2 separate regions of the Rattus norvegicus genome follow, and region 1 is linked to region 2. A link is a contact called in public Hi-C data. All regions are on one chromosome and are shown on one strand. The core of a region is the stretch at or near the end of the contact, and the rest is flanking DNA. Distances in the headings are between cores, read along the strand shown. Region 1 holds the start of Lyrm4 (LYR motif containing 4). Region 2 overlaps Tpi1l2 (triosephosphate isomerase 1 like 2).

Region 1 (6,350 bases), core at 2,889-5,388, 1.2 Mb after region 2:
CACGTATACTGCTTAAGTGACAGAAAGCTGACACATGGAATCTTTGTCTCAAAAACTTCAGAAAGAGGGGTTGGGGATTTAGCTCAGTGGTAGAGCGCTTGCCTAGCAAGCGCAAGACCCTGGGTTCGGTCCCCAGCTCTGAAAAAAAAAAGAAAGAAAGAAAGAAAGAAAGAAAGAAAGAAAGAAAGCAAGCTTGCTTCAGAAAGAGAGTGTGCAACATGCTAAGCTTTCTCCAATAGCACTACTTCTAAACTTATGTTTCTCTGAAAATTACTATGATGATAATTTTCCCAATAAAGTTATCCTCATTAACCAAACCTAACTCTGTAGTACTGTCTGCCAATATTTCTGTAATCCACTTCACAAAAGGCTCGTATTACTTAAACATTATGAGTTAATTCAAGCTAACAAGTGCACACACATAACAAGTTTACAAGCTAAATTTCTTCTGCTGTGCTCAGCAAATAAACGTTTTGGTTAATACGTTATGAAATATTAAATCACATAAAAGTATTCACTGTGGTGGCAAAGGCATCATGCATGAACTCTATGCAGGGACTCTCTAGTTAATCAGAGTCTCCAGTATAATTTCAAAGACATAATATCCTACTGAGAAATCAGTTATTGTAATATCACAGACCTACAGGCTAAAGGTATAGATCGATGGGAGAATGCTGGCCTTGAATACACAGGGCCCTGGCTTTGATCCCCAGAAGTAGAAATAATGCAGACACTAAGTGTCAAGTACATTAAGACTCTGAGGTAGCATTTCTCCAGTAACTGACAAACATTAACAGGATCAGCACAGCAAAGCTCAAGTGTTTTCAGTAAACAACTGACAGGCACAAACAGGAAGTGAACACTCTTAGTCATCATTCAAAAGAGTCAATCACAAGTTCAAATTTATCTTTAGAAAGATTACTAAAATGGGATGTTAGTAAACTGACTAGTAAAGCCCAGTAAGAGAAAATAAGTCAATAGCTATTATTATTACAGCTAGTTTGATTAGTGCATCATTCTCATACACGTGACACACAAAAACATAACAGCTATCCTTCATATGTAGTAATAAAAAGAGGATGGTATTCTCTGTATATCTCTGGGTTCGAGGCCAGCCTGGTTGGTCTACAGAGTGAGTTACAGGTCAGCCAGGATACACAGAGAAACACTATCTCAGAAAAACAAGAGGAAGGGAGGGAGAGAGGGAGAGAGACAGAGACAGAGAAAGACAGCGAGAACACAAGAGAGACAGAGAGAGCAAGAGGGAGTGAGAGGAATCAATTCAATTTCAAATTCCTGAAGCTGGCACAGAAGACCATATGTATGAAGTATAAGAGCAAGCAGTACAGCTAGACAGGACACACGCTCAGCCAGCAGCCAGTAGGCCCATTTTCAACTGTCCAATCCCGGCTAAACCGTCTACTGTCTCAGCTTGCCTTTCCTTCGAGGTAAAAGCTGTCCCCTCACAGCTTGCAGAATAATTGCCTGAGATCACATGAGTGTTCAGATGACTTAGTGTCTTCTCACTGCATGCCCTTACCCTGAGCTCTGGAAGGAAAGAATCCATTCCCTACCATAGTCTTTAAGCTACGGTTTTATTCTCTCTAGCCTCAGGAGAGTCTCCCTTCCACTCTTTCCAAGATAAAAGGAATGCTTTCTCCTCTAAGAAAGCACCTCCACTTCCATGCCTCTAAATGTTCTGCTCCCAAGGCCCAGCTCAAATCTGAATCTTCAGAGCCAGCCTAAACATAACCTCCACCTTAATGGCCCTAATTCTCAGGGATCCAAGTTTCACCACCCTAGCAATATCCACTGGCAAGGGAACATAACCAGGAGGCAAGAACAGGTAGACCTCTAAGTTCAGCCTGATCTACAGAGCAAGTACTAAAACAGCTAAGATAGAAAAGAAAGGGGAAGGGGAGAGAGTTGAATAGCTTTAACTAATGTCATGCATATTACAGCCATTAATTTGAACAAAGAAAAACAAAATGGCATGAGAATCAGGCAACATATCCAAAACCAAACCAAGTAGGTGATAGATCTTAACAATGTGATCTGAAAGTGTTTACAGAAAATGTCATTGGCAACAACATAATCATCTACTCAATAGCTTACAAGTAGGTTATTGAAATGATTATAGGACCTCTTGAATAATGTTTAATCACTATGATTAAACTCTCATTAGTCGATTGTGTTCAATGCTAGTACCCAGTCCAAATCCATAGCCTCTGACAAATTTTACCTAACATTAAGAAGCTATCAGTTTCCTACTCTCAACTGCTCTTTTGCTGACAGAGCTACTGCCCAAACTATTTTAACTCTGAATATCCTATAAGCTGCAATTGATCACACAAAGATAAACCACGTAGATAAATTATTGTATACATTAGAAATTAACTCTTTTGTAATTTGGCATAAATTGCATACAGTAATTATCCTAGTTCACTTTCAAGATTAAAGTAAAATACATTAAAATGTATCCACCACTCTTTAATGACAAGTCAAAAAAATTAAAACTCTACATCCTTCTCACTCTGGTAATTCTGTCTATTTGTAACTTGCAATGTGTAATTTTTCCTCATGCCTTATACTTTATATCAACAGCAATCAATATGTTATTACCTCAAGAGACCACAGCTCAGCTCTGACTCTGTAATAACCTGAAAACCTACTTTACAGTTGTCAGCCACTTAAGACGTTCGTTGCAAATAAAACTCAATGAATCTCATTAAACTTGAGTCAATGACTGGACCAAACAAACAGAAGGGGAACAAAAGTGGGGCAAGTTATGTTTTCTTTATTTAAAAATTAAATTTAAAACTTAAAAATCTATTTTGACTAAGACAAAATCAAACAAGGGCTTAAGAGTGTTTCTAAAAGCACTGTGTCATGAATATCTTTGAATACCACTACATCAAGACTAGTAGATACACTTAGATTCAAGGACAACAGGTTGCAAACACACTAAAGTGCCCTGCATTAATGATCCTGAAAACACAAGTTGTTTCGAATAGAACATGCATCGTTTCAAAACTTGATACACTAAAACAAACGACAAGGCATGGTAAGTTGCCTTTAGAAATTACTCTTTGCTGTGTTTAGAGGCGGGGGATATGAAAGGAATGGATCATTGCAAGATCTTAATATAAAACAAGACCCAAAACTAACAAGTGCGTTCCAAACACAATAACCAGAATTATCGGAAACTTCTCTTCGCACAGTCCTAAAATCAAGGAACAAACCAAGAAACTTACTTTAGTAAGTTGGTTCCTAATAGCTAAATGCTGAGGAAAACCCTGTTCTTGTCTTGGGTCTGAAAGGATGCCTAAGAAACCCCCTAAAGTCCTAAGAGTTCCCTAATTAACCATGACATTTAAAGTCGAGACTTTTAGCTTTTTTTTACACACTGCTAAATTGTGTGCTCTTAATCAAAAAAGTAGTGCATGGTGTCCCACACATGTAATCCCAACACTGGGAAAGCTGCGACCAAGAACTCAAAGGCAGTCTGAACTACAAAACGAGACCCTGTCTCAAAAATTTAAAAAAAAAAGTGTAAGAAAAAAAGAAAAAAAAAACAAAAAATAGTGTAGCCCCTTCAATGAATATCCCGGAAATGGAAGTCACAGCCGATTGCAAAATGCATAACAGCAGGCGACCTGACACCTCAACTCTGCAGCAAGGCCAGCACTCACCCAGCCTACGCCGGGGAAACACAAACGCGGGTGTTTCGAAGTCCGCAACGCGGCCACACGTTCAATCGGTAGTCGCTGAGCTTAACCTCAAGCTACCCAGACACTGTGCGCGCTGGGCGCCGCCATCTTGACGGAAAGAGGCCCGGGCCCGAGGTCCCTTGTGCCGCTCGCCCAGAGAAAAGCCGGTGCTCCAGGAAGTCAATAACTAGTCACCTCTGCACCTCTGGCGCTGCGTCCCCCAACCAAGATGACACTTATAACCTCAGGCTTCCAACCAGGCCGAGTCAAATCAAAGTCACCCTCGCTGTCGCGCACAGCAGGTCAGGCAGTGACAAAGACAGCCGAATCGGGCAAGGGCGGAGCTAAGGGGTGCGCTTCGTCACCCAGGCAACCGGGCCTGGGCAGGTGTAGGGGGCGTGGTGTCCGGAGACAAAAGGGTCCAGGCCACGCCCCCAGGCGGTTCGGAAGGATAAGGAGGCTGTGAGCCACGGTGTTCGAGCCCGACTGTCCTCCGGAGGAGCGAGCCTGGGGCTGGACGGCTTGGCCTCCTGCCGGTGGGGCAGCCTGAGAGGAACGCAGAGGGTCCAAGTTACGGGCGCCTCCCCTTAGCTGCCCTCCGTCCTGCCTGCGGCGCCACCTCTCGCGCGGGGCGCGTGCCAGGCCGCAAGCCAGGCCGAGCCGCTGCTCCTGCCTTCCAGCGTGCTTTTTGCATCGTTTGACATTTCTGTTCAGTTAAACTTGGCACCTTTACGAAGAAGGACCTGTTTGGTTTTGTTGTTAGGTTTTGATTTTTTTTTTTTTTTCGTTTCCAACATGGCAGCCTCCAGCCGCGCACAAGTTTTAGATCTGTACCGGGCGATGATGAGAGAGAGCAAGCATTTCAGCGCCTACAATTACAGGTGACCCGGGGGGAAGGCCGGGAATCGGGTGCCCAACTCTGTTTGTGGGGGTCGCGGATCAGGCGGCCACAACCTTTGATAGTGACAGGCTCCACGTCTATGACACTCACGTGCAACTACCCACCCCCAGGTGTGACCCTCAGAGCCGGGGATGGGAGGAGCCAAGTACTTGCCCTTCAAGTCCTGGGACATCTTCCCTGAGCTGACACCCACGTAGGGGCTTTAGGACCATTGGTCTGTGCCTTGTTTCTGAGGTTCGAAGTGATGGACGCGAAGCTGAAGTGAGAAGTTAGGACAAGGAAACACAGCATACATGAAACTTGCCTTGAGATTACAAGAGTGGAAGCAGTCGGTCCAGACCACGTGGCCACAAAACTGAAGGCTTGCCCTACAGCCCCCTTTCATTTCACTGGTGTTTTAATTCCCGACTTTGGTTCCAAGTACCAGATGCTTTCTTATTAAAGGATGGTAGAGAGAGGCTACGTATACAAGGAGTGTTAAAGGTGAAATTTGTTGCTAAGCTTTTAAAAACTGAGTTCTTACTTGATCTTGCCTCGCCGAACTGAGATCTTCCTTCTAGATCCTAGAGTCTAGGACAAATCACAAGGGGACTAGAGCATCAATTCTTCAAAAACATTTAAATCTTGGGTGTAGTTTAAGTTATACATAAACACAAAAATTATGTTAATGAGGTAGTATGTGTGCACCACACTTTCATGCACTAAAGCTCGTACATTTTAACTCAGCCCGTTTGTCCATGCTTGGCCTGTTGTCCCACGTGTGTATGAACCCCTTATACTTGCCATGTGGTTCTGGTACACACCTTTCACCCCAGCACTGGGGAAGGAGACAGAGGCAGGTAGAACTCTGAAATTGAGGCCACCACGGACCACACAGAGAAACCCTGTCTCAAGAAACAGAACAATACACAAACAAGGACAACAACACTCAACCTTGAGTCCTTCACCTTCATAGTCTCTGCTTTGAAACTTCTGGCCCAACATTTCTGTAGAGCCTTTAGGGTTTTTCTGAGATTTGATGTCTTATTGATTAATTACCTAAATCCTTCGAGATTGAACCATACTCCTCAGAACAAGAATGTGATGAAACCAGGTCATTTTCCCCCAGTTAAATGAATGTTTGCAGTTACTTCCCAAGTGTTTCAGTTACTTAACAAGCATTATGCCCATGGGTGACTGACTAGGCTATGGGCTGGGGGTCTCTTCGGTTAACTCCTGAAACAGACCTGGTTCTAGGGTGCACCCTTCTCTAGGGATTGAGCTGCCGGGCCCTGTGGTAGGCAGGCTATGCACAACTTTAGCCTGTAGACAGATCGACCAACCTTTCCAACAGTAATTCATATTTCAGAAACACGCTGAGAAAATATAGTTGTCATATCAACTGAGGACAGCACATGGGTTAGACAAGTGACCTCATACCACTAAGCACGGGGTTAAATGAAACATGGTTTTGTGTGATGGTGTTGGCTTTGGAGGAACAGGGGCATAAGCGCTAAACCGCCTGGAGGAAGTCTCCATAAATATCTGTTGTCACTTGCTTACCAGTGATGGACCACAGGAGACTTGGAAGTAAATGCTCGGAGTGGTCCTTACACTCTAGAAGACGTCTGTCTCAAAAATAAAAAGGCACTGAATAAACGAGGACTAAGCAGAAGCTCACACTGGGGGACACATCTGGAAACAAGTTATATAAAACACAGGTAGCAGCCCTCACAGGATATGGAACCTTGGAGTTACTG
Region 2 (6,431 bases), core at 1,889-4,388:
TAAGAGGGCATCAGATCCCCTACAAGTAGAGTTCCAGATGTTTGTGAGCCACCGTGTGGGTGCTGAGAATGGTACCCAGGCCCTCTGTGAGAACCGCAAATTCTCTTAACTACTCACCAAGCCATCTCTCTGGCCTTAACAGGATTTTAAACCTTTTTTTGCCATAGGTTTTTGGTGGGGCGTTTCCAAGCAAGTGTCAGTAATTGCTGCTCAGTGATATAACGGATCCTGCTAACAATGCTGTCCACAGGGCCACAGGCAGCAATGAGTGCCTGTGTGCTGCAGCTAGCCTAAGACTAGGAACTCTTGAAGCTCTTGAACAGCAGTGGAGGGGCACAGGGAATGGCCTCCCACAAGCACTGTCTCCTTAGGCATTGGTGTGTTTTTTGGTGTGCCTGCCGCAAGACTTCCTGGCTCTCCCAACATGGACCCCCATTTCCCCTTCCTGTTACTGTTCAGAGGCAGGTTACCCCCTGCTCTGGAACACCATCCCCTAATCTGTTAACCTCATGGTGACCCAGCTGTCTGGTGAGTCCCTTCCCCCTTTGCGTGCTTATCCACCATCCACTGCTCCTGTACAAAGGCGTGAGGTATGTGTTAAAGAGGGCAACTGGATGCTATGCTCCCACCAATTTCCTGTGCCTGGACTGGGTATTGTATAAGGCAGAGTACTCTACATTGCAGTCAGTGATCTCTTGAGATAGCAGAAGGCCCGTGTGTGGGCAGGGCCTATGTCTTCTAGTGACCACTCAAAGTTTCTGTTATGTCTTCAATGGTTTTAATACAATTTTTGTTGAATAAATTTCAAGAATGTTTTGGCTAAAAAAAAAAAAAAAGATAAAGGACCCCATTTGATCAGTACCATTTTACCTCGATCTCCTCAAGTTGTGGAGCTGATACTGTTTTTCTCTTTTCTTGGTTAAAAATTGGCCATCTTTTTGCCTTTTTGTTGCATTTTCTGGGAAGCTTATGTGAAATGTTGTTTTTCAATCTTTCCTTGTTACTAGCATTTAAATTTTTTTGTGTTTTTCAATCTTCTGACTATTCCCTTTCAAATATATATATACATATATATATGTGTGTGTGTGTGTGTGTGTGTGTGTGTGTGTGTGTGTGAATGCATTCAGCATTTTTATTCATTCTTCAGAGAAGTTCTTTTGTACATTTTCTTAGGGGCTTCTTCTCCCCCACCCCGTTTACTTGCAGTCAGTAGTTCTACATTGCAGGTAAAAGCAGATGCACTGAGTTTGGAAAAGATAAAAAGGTTTGTTTGTTTTTCTCCTCCTCAGAAGTAAAAGAGAATAAAAAGACTAGACGATGACACAACTACTTTAAGGTAGAAGAGCCAACACTGAGGAAGCGAGAGTGTCTGGAAAGTGGGAGGGTTTGCTTCTGAAATAGCCAAGTATTGTACAGACAAAAAGCCAAAGAGGAGAAGACAACCGAGAAGATCTGCAGTGCAGGAATCAACACTGGCTCACAATTAAGCTGCATTGCGGACTCACCTGAATCTTAAGATGTGCAGCCAGCCCCTTCAGCGACCACAGGCCACCTTTTCTTCTTAGACTTGGGTGGGATGCAGGGAAAGGCAGAAAGGTGCTTGCAGCCAGATGTTGGCTAGAGGGGCAAAGGGTAGAGGGACACTGAGGACAGAAGCACAAAGGAGCTGGGAGCTGGCCTTTCTATCCAGACCTGGTGAAGGAAAGAAAAGAGGACTGACTAAGGTAGCCAGGGAGATGCTACTGAGGATGGATCCCTATATTTAGAGGTAGTGTGAAGTCTGTTCCTCAGGCTTGAAGGAATGGAAACTTAGAAGAATGTAAGCACACTCTGAACACACGAATAATTCTGCAGTTGAGTTCCGGAGGGAGAAACACCTCGGGAGGGGCTGTCAAGTGACCAACTTAGATCATATAAGGAGTCCTGCTTCAAGGCTGTCAAAGTCATTGGCTCTTTTAGGTTTAAATTCAATTAATTCTGCAACGGGGCGAAACAGAAGGTATTAGTTCTAGGAAGAACCCTTGCTTACTTGGTGATTCACTCGTGAATACAGCAAAACTCAAAACCCGAGGAATAATGCATCAGGCAATACTAGTTCCGTAGCCAGCCAGCATCCCTCCCCTCAAGAAAACATTGCAGACCATGACATCATTCCTTCTGGTCTCCCTACACCTGCTCGAGTCCCTCGATTTTACCACCAGATGGCGATGTTGGCCTAAGATCTAGCCCATTCTCTAGTCCTGGGGAAGCCTGACCTGAATATAAAACTTTCCTAATCACCACATTTGATTCCCCCGCAGAACAGCACAAAAAACGCTGCGGATTCCAAAGAGGCCAACATGGCATCTCACCACATTGTATGGTCCGCAGGCCAGACATTTGTGCTTATTAAAGTTTGATTGCAAGAAAACAACTTTAAAATGCAGAGTCCAGGAGCGCACCCCCTCCCGCGCTTAGTCCCGCTTCCCGCTCCCCACCCCCCACCCACAGTCCAGCAATCTCGGACGTGGAGCTTTCCTGCAGCCGCAGAGGCAGGGCTGGCAGTGTGGCGCGGAGGTGGCAAGCTCCAGGGACCCACGCAGCGTCTGTCTGTGCAGTGCCCAGATGGCAGGGGCTGGAGAGGCCTCCAGAAACCTGCGACTTAGTGGCATTTCCCCAACTCTGGTTCCTGTCATCCTCCCTGGCCACCCCAGTTCTGTAGCGTTGGCTCCTGGAGTTCTACCCCATCCAGAACTTCAGGAGGGAGCTTGGGGCCAGGAAAGGTTGGAGGTGGTGGCATGAAAGTAAGGCCTACTTAGGAGGACCAGTCGTCAGGGTTAGAATTTTTACAATTACAGGGGATCCCAGGTGCCCACCTAATTGGTATTGCTTCGAAAACAGGTCCTGCCTTGTGTAGGGCAGTGTGTACATACTTTAATACATGGGTAAGGTGGACGCAGGCGCCTGTTTACAGAGTGACCCTCTGGCTGGCTCCCAGTAGCTTGTACCAAAAGGTCGGAGAAGGATTGTCTTTGGTCCCCAGCAGCCAAACCTCGGTGGTCCCGTCTATGCCTCATAGGGATGTGTTCATGGTTCATGCACACAGCCCAGCGGTGCAGTGCTCCCTGCTGGCCTGCGCTGGGCCCCCTCGAAGCGGCCAGACGGTGTGACTCACAGCGGGCTTGCCCCCGCCGAGGTCATCCACTAGGCGCAGCTGGGCCGCGGAAAGAAAGAAGCTGATGAATTTTTCATCGCGATTCCCTTGGCTGTCGATCTGAAGGCAGTTTCTGGGGCAGCAGCCATTAAGGACCTGTCTGTGCCAAGGACAGCCCCTCCCCCACCTCTCTAATTACTGATAGACAGGAGACTCGGGTCCCAGGTCCCCTCCTCCTCCAGGGCGTTTCCTGGTCCTTTTGGCTTTGTTTGATTTCGAAGCCTTGGGCAAGTGGGGAAGAAGGCAGGGTGAGGAAAAGCGCCTATCTAGTTTAAGTTTAATAGCATGTGTAGACAACCTACCTGCCTGGGCTCTGCCTGGAAAAGGAGCACAAAGATGCTCACACCCTGACCTCCAGGAACTTGCAGGCCTCTGCCGGGATAGGCTAACAAAATGGACAGGAAACAGTCCAATGTGGGCCAAGGGCCAGGTTAGTTGGGCTGTGTATTAGTGAGACCCGGGTGCAGGGAGAGACGTGGGGAAAGGATAAGTTGAAAGGAAAGGAGTCCAACACCTGGGCACAGGAAGAGGAAGAATGAGGGCGGGGTCTAACTTTGAGTTCTGGAGGGGAACAGAGGCACAGGGGTGCAAGGTGTGTGCGTTCCTAGATCTACCCAACACATGAGTAGGCCTATCGCAGATCGGAAGCTGGTCTTTTTTTCTTAAGCCCTTCTTTTATAAAAATTTGGTACAGATATATCAGGGGAAATCACTATCAGATAAGAACACTGAGGGGCTTTTTGTTCCTGAGTGGGTGTGGGGGGAGGGGAGTGGGGGAAAGAGGGAGGGCTGTACCAGATCTTTTTATTACATGGATTGTTTTTGCATAACTAAGTTAAAAACACACACTTAAATATACTATGCATACTGTTATGTATGGAGATGATCTAGAAATACAGGTTTTTTTTAAAGGTAATGCACATATTCCTAAATTTGGGTGAAATAATTAAAAATATTCACCCAGAGTTACAATTTTGCTATATTTCCTTATACTTTTTCCTTAGTTTTTTCCTGTGCAGACTTCATTTCATTGAGACCATGTATTCTTTTTATTTTTTGTGAGCACAGTCATTCAATAAACACTGACAAATAGAGATCATAGCAGGAAAATTCCCTTAATCTTAAAGTGGAGCAGGGCATAGTGGCTCCTGACTGAAATGCCCACATCTAGAAGGTGGAGGGTGGGGAACAAGGCCTTAAAGGCAGTGTTCTAGGCAGATCCCAGCTATGTGTGGTTAAAGGCAGAGTTTCGGATCTGGCTGAGTGGTATATGACTCTGCCTGAAGAAAGGAAAAGGTGAAAACATCTCAAGGTACCTGAAGAGGTTTCTCAGTTCGCCTCCCAATGCGGAAGTGAAACAGCTGGTGGGAAGGAAGTTGTGAGATCCAGCACTCCCAGCATCCTCCTCTGCACCCTCTCCCCGCCTCCTCCCGCCCCCCAGAGTATCCTCACCCATACTCATCCCCTTACCAACCTTTTTTCCTCAGTGGCTGTGCCTGGGGTTCTAGGACTGTGCAATTCCTTGCCACCTTCTACTCTGAAAACCTGTGCAGAACCTGGTAGTTTATCGCATGCTTTCCCGTTGTTTTGCTCGGTTTAATTGAATTAATTTTAACACCTGTTATACCTGCTACAAAGATCAAAAAACTGAGCCTACATTAGAGTTTCCCTCTGAAACGTTAAGTGGCCAAATTAAAGACAGAGCAAAAGCTACAGATTTTTTTTTCCTTTTTAAAGAAAAGGTGTTATTTGTGAACCGCGAATGTTTGCTGTTTGTTAAATTAGCTTTCACATTTAAAGCCACCAGAAAGACATTTTTATCAAATAAGAGAATGTGCCACCTGCTTTATTTCTTGGGGGAAAAACAGAGAGGGAGGGCTTCCATTTCTGGCTCTGAAGGAGGAGAGCAGAAAAAGCCTTGTACTAAAAAACCAAAGGCTGAATTAAAAAAGTATGAACTAGTAGCTTGAGAGCATCAGAGAGCCGTCAAAGAAGCAGGGCTCTAGAGGGACCAGAATGGCAGAGGAAGGCAATGCATTCAAGTGAGTCCTTCAGAGCTCCTCTTGTGCCCTGGGAGCATTTGCTGAGTCATGCACAGGCCTCTGGGGTATAGACTCAAAACAGAATGACAGCTCCTTGCTTGTCTGCGTCAAAAAAATTGGAGTTCAGGATGCAAGGTTGCCAGGACTTGATGGACCATAAACACAGAGAGACAGAAACCAAAGGAAATGGAGTCTGTGTGCGATTTCTCTCCAAACCATTTCTCAGTCTTTAAGCTGTGCACGTGAAGAGTGAGATGCCAAGAAACCAAATAAAAGCAGCTGTCAAGAGGCTTAAAAGCTAAGCCAAGATGCTGGCGTGCTTATAGTTCTGGGTAGGCATAGCATACAGTTCTGGCTGCCGAGGACGAGGAACTTTATGAAGTCCTCATTGTCAGGTGAGCCCTGAAAAACCAGTCCATCAGAATAAGCATACACAGGTCTGCAGCTCTTATACCATATGCAATGTGGGCTGCAAGAGCCTCCACTCTGGCTGGGACACACACACACACACACACACACACACACACACTCTGCTGGTGTTATATATCCCTCTGCAATCACCCCCAGCTTTCCTGGAGGAAGATGACATATTTGAACACCACAGAAGGTATTATATTTAATCCATAGTATCTAATGCTGGACAAGTAATCCAGAGGGCCAGAGGCTTGTGATGTGGAATAGCGGGTAGTTGCTGCCTTGTCAGCTTGTGGTGCTTCCAATGGGGAATCATAAGATCTACCTCTTGAAACTGATGTGGCCCAAATGTGAGAGAGAGCCGGACCAAGCCATGTGAAGACCTGGCCAGAGAGGTTTAAGTGGAGGAGATGCTGGAGTCCTTCCATGTGACTCTGAAAGGAAACTTGCCCATCTTTGAGGCTGAGGGCATTTCAGTCAAAAGCCTTGCAATCTTTGGAAGATGGTTTGGCAATTTCTCACAAATACAAGCATGGCCTCACAATCCAACAGTCAAACTCTGTAGTAGGTTTGAACCCCAAGATGGTAAAAGCTTAAGTTCATGCAAGAAACAGTCATCCGACCGTTGATGCTGTCAGCAGGTTTAGTCTTACCTGCTCAAACGTGGAAGCAGTTAAGTTGCCCGTCAAGGAGTGAATGGATAAAATGGGGTTAAATGAAGGTAATGGCGTCACTCAGTGGTGAGAAGAACTGAGTTGAGAAGTCACGCAAAGACATAAAGA

The links. A called contact is a pair of places that touch in the nucleus more often than the background predicts.
Region 1: a contact with region 2 is called in a Hi-C map of the A7r5 cell line, with 3 times the contacts expected there. The contact joins the promoter of Lyrm4 here to the enhancer-like site in region 2. A contact is called at or near these places in 2 of 12 Hi-C or Micro-C datasets (the A7r5 cell line and frontal cortex).

Annotation. Positions count from the first base shown.
Region 1 is chr17:28,947,774-28,954,123 of GRCr8, forward strand. Lyrm4 (LYR motif containing 4) reads left to right here and starts at 4,139. Exons shown (of 3, transcript NM_001400908.1): 1 at 4,139-4,591. The coding sequence starts at 4,506. Fars2 (phenylalanyl-tRNA synthetase 2, mitochondrial) reads right to left here and starts at 3,778. Exons shown (of 9, transcript NM_001013139.1): 1 at 3,693-3,778.
Region 2 is chr17:27,723,568-27,729,998 of GRCr8, forward strand. All of the region lies in intron 1 of Tpi1l2 (triosephosphate isomerase 1 like 2), which reads right to left. Among named protein-coding and RNA genes, the nearest start is that of Ly86, 34 kb to the left of the region's middle. Within about 2 kb of position 3,139, at least 26 of the 93 cell types and tissues checked have an H3K27ac peak or open chromatin away from gene starts, as enhancers often do.